Linked DNA regions of Sus scrofa: region 1 is linked to region 2. A link is a contact called in public Hi-C data. All regions are on one chromosome and are shown on one strand. The core of a region is the stretch at or near the end of the contact, and the rest is flanking DNA. Distances in the headings are between cores, read along the strand shown.

Region 1 (3,797 bases), core at 739-3,238, 120 kb after region 2:
CTTGTCCAGGAATTAGTATAAAACAATAATTATTTACTGTTCCATCAAAAATATTTATTGAGTGATTGCTATGTGCCAAGCACTATTCTAGGTCTTTGGGATACAAAAATGAAAATAAACAAAAAACCCCAAACCAAGATCTCTGCCTTCAAGGAACATAGTGAGAAGAGACAGAAAGGAGACAATAAAATACTAAACAAGTAAATTATATATTACGTTAGAAGGGGCTAAGTGCTACAAGGAAAAGAAGGGCTTGGTTAAGGGAGCTTGGAAGTGGAGGGGGGCTGTTTGCAATTTTAAATAGAATGATCAAGATAGATCTCCCTGAGCAAAGAGTTGGAGGAGGTAAGGAAATGAGCCATGTGGATGAAGGAAGAGTGTGGTGAGGGGAGAGAGAAGCGAGAAGCAGGAGCATAGGCTTTGAGGCAGGAGGCCGTCTGGTGTTTTTTTTTTTTTTTTTTTTTTTTTTTGCCTTTTTGCCTTTTTGCCTTTTCTAGGGCTGCTTCTGCGGCATATGGAGGTTCCCAGGCGAGGGGTCTAATCTGAGCTGTAGCCACCAGCCTATGCCAGAGCCACAGCAATGCGGGATCCGAGCTGCATCAGCAACCTACACCACAGCTCATGGCAACGCTGGGTCCTTAACCCACTGAGGGAGGCCAGGGATTGAACCTGCAACCTCATGGTTCCTAGTCAGATTTGTTAACCACTGTGCCACGACGGGAACTCCTGTCTGGTATTTTTGAAGAAGTGCATAGAGGCCAGAGGGAGCAAGCCAAGGGTGGAAGACGATGAAGGTACCAGGGTGTCAGGCAGTAAGCCCATGTAGGGCTTTGTGGGCCATTTTAAAACCTTGGCTTTTATTCTGATAGAGCAGGAGCCTTTATAGAGTTTTGAGCAGAGGAATAGCAAGCTCTACTTTATATGTTACGACGATAACTCCGAATGCTGTGCTGAGAATAGACTATAGGCCGGCCTGTGTAAAAATAGGAAGCCCAATTAGAAAGCTTTTATAGTAATCCACGCAAGTGATGATAGTAACTGCTATACAGGAAACTACATCTCTCCCAAATCCATGGGCTGAAGCCTTCACACCCTCCCTTCCCACCTGCCCCTGTGTGTGTATTAGAGATAGGGCCTTTAAAGAGATGATTAGGGAGTTCCCACTGTGGCGCAATGGTTAACGAATCCGACTAGGAACCATGAGGTTTCGGGTTCAATCCCTGGCCTCCCTCAGTGCGTTAAGGATCCAGCGTTGCCGTGAGCTGTGGTGTAGGTTGCAGACACAGCTCGGATCCCACATTGCTGTGGCTCTGGCTTAGACTGGTGGCTACAGCTCAGATTAGACCCCTAGCCTGGGAACCTCCATATGCTGCGGGAGCGGCCCTAGAAAAGGCAAAAGACAAATAAAAAATAAAAAAATAAAAAAAAAATTAAAGAGATGATTAAGGTTAAGTGAAGAGGAAGAGACTCCATCATGTGAAGACATGGTGAAAAGGTGGCCGCCTGCAAATCAGGAAGCGGGCCCTCACCAGAACCTAACCAATATGGCACTCTGATTCCAGAATTCCAGCCTCCAGAGCTGTGAGAAAATAAATTCCTATTGTTAAAGCCCCTCAGTCTGTGGTATTCTGCTATGGCAGCTCAGGCTGACTAAGGCAGTGACCCAGGTGGAGAAGGTACCAGTAGGGGATCGTCCTAAGTAGCTGGATTCTGAGTATATTTTAAACATTGACAGAACCTCCTGATGAGTGGGAAGGAAGGTAGTTAGATGGAGTTAAGTTGTGAGCATGTTGAGTTTGTGATGTCTACTGAAGTGAGGGGAGGAGAAGCCATTAGACCTTTGAGTCTGGGCTTTGGGAGCGATGGTTGGGCTGCAGATGTAAATTGGGGGGCATAACACCACGTCTCAATCACTAGACTGGACAAGATTCCCGAGGAGAGAAGCACAGGACAAGAGAAGAAGGGGACAAAGGACGGCTCCCTGACGCACTCCTACATTAGGAAACTGGGAAGAAGAGGAGGGACCAGTGAAGAAGATTGGGAAAGAGGGACTGGCCAGGTATAAAGAAGGAAAACAGGAGACCGTGTGTCCTGAAGCCCAAGGGCAGACAGTCTTTCCAGGAGGAAGGAGTGGTGGAGGGTGTCAGATGCAGAGAGGTCAAAGAAGAGGAGAACTGAGGACTGACTGCTGCATGAGCAATGGGAAAGTCATTATGACCTTGACAGGAGCAATATCAGGAGTTCTAGGACAGTCTATTTTGTTCACCACTGTATCTTTAGCACCTGGCACAATGCCTGTAACCCAGGCAACAAACATTGTGTTCAGTGAACAAAAGACATGGCACTGTGATGAAGTCATTATTATTCTTATTTTGTAGATAATATGTTAAGACTCAAAGAATATTACATAGTAGCTAGTTAACAGAAGATCAGGGATTCAAACTCAGGTCTGCTTGGATATCAGAATTCTATGTAAGAATAACAATCAGTCCTTGCTCTGTACTTAGGTGTGCTGAGAACCATTCCAGGTGCTTCCATGTATGGCTGTAATAAATTCCCATCGCACCTGGAAGTGACATTTACTATTTTAACCTTATTTTGAAGAAGAAACTGAAGCATAGAAGGCTTACTAACTTATGCAAGATCAGCAGCTTGGATGTGCTCAAGCTGGAACTTGACCCCAGCCCGTCTTCTGAGTCGCCCTGTTCCACTCACTAAGTTGATGCTATTCCATTCACTCCTTTAACTACACAGTTGCCCCTGGGGGGTTAGGAGTGCCGACCCTCTTTTGCAGTGGAAAATGCAGCATAAATTCTGGTCAGCTCTCAGGATCTGGGTTGAATTTCTTCTCTATCCTTGATTCCACATCCACGGTTTTGAAACAAAACCCCCACCTGTTATAAGTGAACCCATGCATTTCAAACTCCGGTTGTCGAAGGATCAACTGAATTGCATTAGCTAGCCAGGGCTGTCAGAGCCAAGTACCGTGGACCGAGGGGCTTAAACAACAGCAATGAACTGCCTGACAGTTCTGGAGGAACGGATTCCTTCTGAGAGCTGTGAAAAAAGGATCTTTTCCTGGCCTCTCTCCTCGGCTTGCAGATGGCTGTCTCTTCCCTGTTTGTGTCCCAGTTTCCTTTTCTTATAAGGACACCAGTCATATTGGATTAGGGGCCACCTTGATGAACTCATTTAAAACTTAACCACCTCTCTTAAAGACCCTGTTTCACATTCTGCGATACTGGGGATTAGGACTTCAGCATATGAATTTGGCAGGGGGTGTGGGATGCATAATTTAGCCCATAACAAGTACAAGTATTAGGGTCAGAGAACCACACTTGCTGTGTCACCTGGGAGTTGTAATATGCCGGCAGGTTTCCAAGCCTCAGTTTCCTCAATATAGGGGGATAATAAGGCATGTATACCCCTAATTTTCCTAAATACTATTAAATTTCTTCGCTGAGTGCCTGTATAAACTTTGCTTCCCACTAACTTTGCCAACATTTGCTTCTATTCTCTCTTCTTATATTTTGCCATTCAGATGGGTGCAATATGGTATCTTGTTTTAATTTGCATTTTTCTCATTCCAAGTGAATTTAAGCATCTCTTCACATTCTGCTTCACCATTTGGGCTTTGCTTCTGTAAACTGCTATTTATCTCTTTTGACTATTTAAAACTTGTTTTCCGCGGTTATTTTTTTTTTAGATTGTTAATGTGCATGAGCTAAAAACTGTATATCTTCTACTAGCCTGTAAACTGCTTATTGTCTTCTTTGTGGAACAGAAATGCTAAGTTT
Region 2 (3,787 bases), core at 697-3,196:
TTTTCAGAGTCCACGAGTCCCTTTTGAGATTACTTTGTAAACTATTTCCTAAAATTTTTATTTAAAAGTGACAGCCTACACATGATGTGCAGGTAAAAATTTATGGATAACTATGAATTTGGTTGAGAATACCTAAATGTTGATGTCACCTATTTTTAAACTGAGATTTTAGATAAATTGAGAATTTTACCTTTACTTTAGCAAGCAGAATGTAGGTTACAAAGTAGTAATTAATGCATTACATTTGTAAGCCCCACATCTATGCAACAATCAGCATCATCTTTTTGTTAGTTTGATTTTTATTAATGCCACTCCAAATACACACACATATATATAGCCTTTTGATTCTTCAAAGAACAGTTCTGGTTTTTCTTTTCGTAATTTTTACATAAAGAATTGTATCCAGTGGTTCCACTTTATCAGATTACCACAAACTGATATTTCAATAGTTTTAATATTTTTGACATGTTATTTTTATCTCATCCAAACTCTGGAAATTATTAGCCCATCAGTCGTTCTCATACACTAGAAGAGTAATATAACATTTATATTACTTGAGGGAGTTTGGACTTTCCCTCCCTTAATCTCCAAGCGTGCCCCTGCCTACCAGCATCACATCCGTCTTGTCTGCATTGAACCTCAACCAGTTGGTTCTTAACCACGTCCGAAACTCAGCCAGGCACTGGGAGAATCGAGCCACCACACCATCTGGATCAAAGGAAAGAGAGCCTCAGTAGTAAGGAGACCAAAGACGATGATACCACAAGCTCCCCATTCACCCTGTCTCTAATTTTTTAAAACACGGTCAAGAATTGGGACAGGAATCCCACGACAATTTTAGAAAAACATTAATGAGCCTTGGGTCATGCAGTCTGTAACTGATGGTAATGAAATAAAAGCGACCCCAAAAATAGGTCGCCTTATTCCACCCATGACTGAAGAAAGGTTCACTCAACTCCGGGTGGTCTCAGCTAAGCGGCCTCAGTGGAGGGGCCAGTCTTGTAATTGCATAAGCTTTTCTGCAAAATTAAGAGTTTTAGCGTTGGAGGAAGCTTTGGGGATAAATGGGGCCCAGAGGTGGATAATGACTCGCCCAAGGTCACATAGCGAAGACTAGCGATGGGCTCCAGGCCAGAGATCTTTCCACCAAAAGCTGAAAGAACAAGGCCATTCAAAGGCGGGGGAGGCATCTGTCTCCAGGGTGGGGCTGCGAGGACCTCACTCCCTTACAATAACGCCTTCTTCGAGCCTCTCTTCCCTCCCTCACTCCCTCTGAAAAGGGCCGGTTCGCCCAAGGGCTGCAGTGGGATCGAATCCGTGATACAGAGGCAAAGAGGCGGAGCCACGGGCACCATCAGCTTGGCCCCACCCCGACCAGGTTCGGGATCAGACTGAAGAAAGGGGCGGAAGCCGACAGGGCGAGGCGAACTCACTCCGCAGCGGATTCCCAGCGCGCCGCGGATGCTGGGGAAGACCGGCGCTGCAGCCACCACCGCCAAAGCAAAAGACCCGGCTGGGAAGGGGTGGGCGGCGGAGAGGCGCTGCGCATGCGCCCTGGGTGGCCGGCGCCACTTCGGGAGGGGGAGCAAGAAGGGCTTGATCTCTCAGCCCCTCCCCGGAAGTTAAGGATCTTCCGGGCGATACAGTGCGGTGGGGGAGGGGAAGGAGAAAAAGGGTACCGGGGACACTTGGAGAGCCCTTCATCCCAAATAGGACTAGGAGAGGATAGATGGTTTATGGAGGCTGCACTTACAGCCGCTGCCGCTGCTGCCACCGCCACCTTCGCTGCTGCCGCCACCGCCTGAAGAAGCCCCATCCATCCGCCTGCAGCCGGGGAGACTCAGAGCCTGGGAGGGGCCTGGGGCCCGGGCCGCCCGCCTCCTTCTTCTAGTCGTCGGCCGGAGCTTCCTCTTGCTCCGCCAACCCTCTGCCCTCCCCTTCGCCTCCGCCCTCCTCCTGGGCCTCTAGCCGCCAGCCAACCGCGCGGCCGCTTGTTGAGCCAGGGCTCCACTGTCTCCATGACGCCCGGCAAACATTCCCGTGCCTCAGCTGGAGCCGCTAACGCCGAGGGTTGGGATACTGGGTCTCCAGAAGCAGCCAAGGAAGGGGGTGGTCGACCACTCCCATCCGGTCGCCGCCATGCCCATCTCTCCGGTAAACAGCCGCAAGCAGCAGAATCTCGGGGTGTAAGTTCCGGCGCTGAAACTTTAGTCCATCCCGCCTGATCCCGGAGAGAGCCCTTTCAGAGCCTTTTACTGCATCTGTGTTCAATCAGCAGTCTTGGAAGCTCCTAGGCGGCAGTGTTTCCTTCCTTGACCTAATACATCCTTTTCTAAACCTCTACTGCTGTGCTTGCTCTCTTAGAAAAGAACCTAGTTTGTTTAGAACTACCTTTCGTCCTAGTACTCCTGTTTTTTTGTTTTGTTTTCGGTCTGCAGTCTCAAGCCTTTTGCCTTCAAATTGTGCCGAGATGTTCAATCCTCTCAACTTCTATGACTCATCAGACTGTACATTGCTATGCGCTGTAGTCGAGGTTTTTTCCTGCCTCCTCCTCATACCATCCTCCCTTAAAACTCATTCCAGCTCACAACGTTCTGTTGTTCTGCAGCAGTGGATGAGAGGCTGGAGAAAAGCAGACAGCTCTGGCGATTTGTCTCACATTTAAACTTATATGGTCCCTTAGTCTAGCAGCCCCACTAAAGTTTCCTAATTCCTCGGCCCTTCCATGCTTCCAGACCACTTTTGTTCTCTCTTTTCAAGCCTTCTGTGACTCTGCTCTCCAGTCTCTTCCAGCTGTCTTTCTTTAGCAGAACTTGTTGAATGAACTTGGAAGAGAACCTTGCGTTCTCTCTTGAATATGGTACTCAGGTCTTTGTCCATCCTACCACTTCTCTCTCTCACACACACACAAATAGCTTTTGTGAAGGTAAGCAATAGCTCTCCAGCTATCCAACTGGACATTTCTCAGTTTCTTTTCTAACACATTCATTAGCAGTTTTCATCTAGTTTATCACTTCTTGAGTTTCGAATCACATAATTGGGTTTCTGGAACACCACCCCTCCTTAATTGTCCCCTTGGTTTATGTCTACCTCTTTTCAAAATACTCTGCTGGTACCTCATCTCGTCCATACCTAAATGTGGGAGTGTTGCTGGGATCAGTGTTTAAACCTCTTTTCCGCACTATTGTTTTTTGCCTTTCAGAATTACCTGTATACTGATGCTTTACAAGTTTATCTGTAGGCTTTTCCACGAAAACAGACAAACATCTGCACTTAGGAGTTAATAGGCATCTCAAAATTCGTATCTAAACCTGAACTTATTCCCCCTCTAACAGTCACCCTCAACATGTAAATCACTGTGGCTTTTCTGGAAAGCATCCAGTTTTTCCCATTTCATTCAGAGTGAAAGCCCACATCCTTGCAGGGCCCTACAGGACCTCACCTTGGACTCTTCACCTTGGCTGACTAAATACACTCAGATGGTTCCACAATGGTACAGGCACATTTCCCTACCTCAAGATGTGCATTTGCTGTTCTTTAGAATATTATACCCCCTTGTAATCTCATGACTCATTTCCTTCAGGTGTCACCTCATCAAAGAGTCCTTCCCTAAGTACCTTACATGAAATAATAATACTCCTCCCAGCACAGGTTCCTCAACTTGCTTTATTCTTCTCCATAAAACTTATTCGTGTTTGGCATATTATATATTTGTTAATCTGTCTTCATCCAAGCAATGATGTATTCCATGAAGGCAGAGATTTTTTTCCACCATTATTGCCTAGAA

Evidence for each region. A called contact is a pair of places that touch in the nucleus more often than the background predicts.
Region 1: a contact with region 2 is called in a Hi-C map of fibroblasts, with 5 times the contacts expected there. The contact joins the enhancer-like site here to the promoter of MIER1 in region 2. A contact is called at or near these places in 5 of 47 Hi-C or Micro-C datasets (embryonic fibroblasts, epiblast stem cells, fibroblasts and 1 more) and 2 of 2 datasets of contacts at active chromatin or transcription factors (alveolar macrophages and skeletal muscle).

What each region holds. Positions count from the first base shown.
Region 1 is chr6:145,800,438-145,804,234 of Sscrofa11.1, forward strand. All of the region lies in intron 2 of TCTEX1D1 (Tctex1 domain containing 1), which reads right to left. Among named protein-coding and RNA genes, the nearest start is that of TCTEX1D1, 12 kb to the right of the region's middle. Within about 2 kb of position 1,989, at least 3 of the 83 cell types and tissues checked have an H3K27ac peak or open chromatin away from gene starts, as enhancers often do.
Region 2 is chr6:145,678,117-145,681,903 of Sscrofa11.1, forward strand. It overlaps MIER1 (mesoderm induction early response protein 1), which reads right to left and starts at 1,947. Exons shown (of 14, transcript XM_021096499.1): 1 at 1,754-1,947; 2 at 608-708. The coding sequence starts at 1,820. WDR78 (WD repeat-containing protein 78) reads left to right here and starts at 2,019. Exons shown (of 19, transcript XM_021096495.1): 1 at 2,019-2,073; 2 at 2,076-2,123; 3 at 2,126-2,186. The coding sequence starts at 2,019.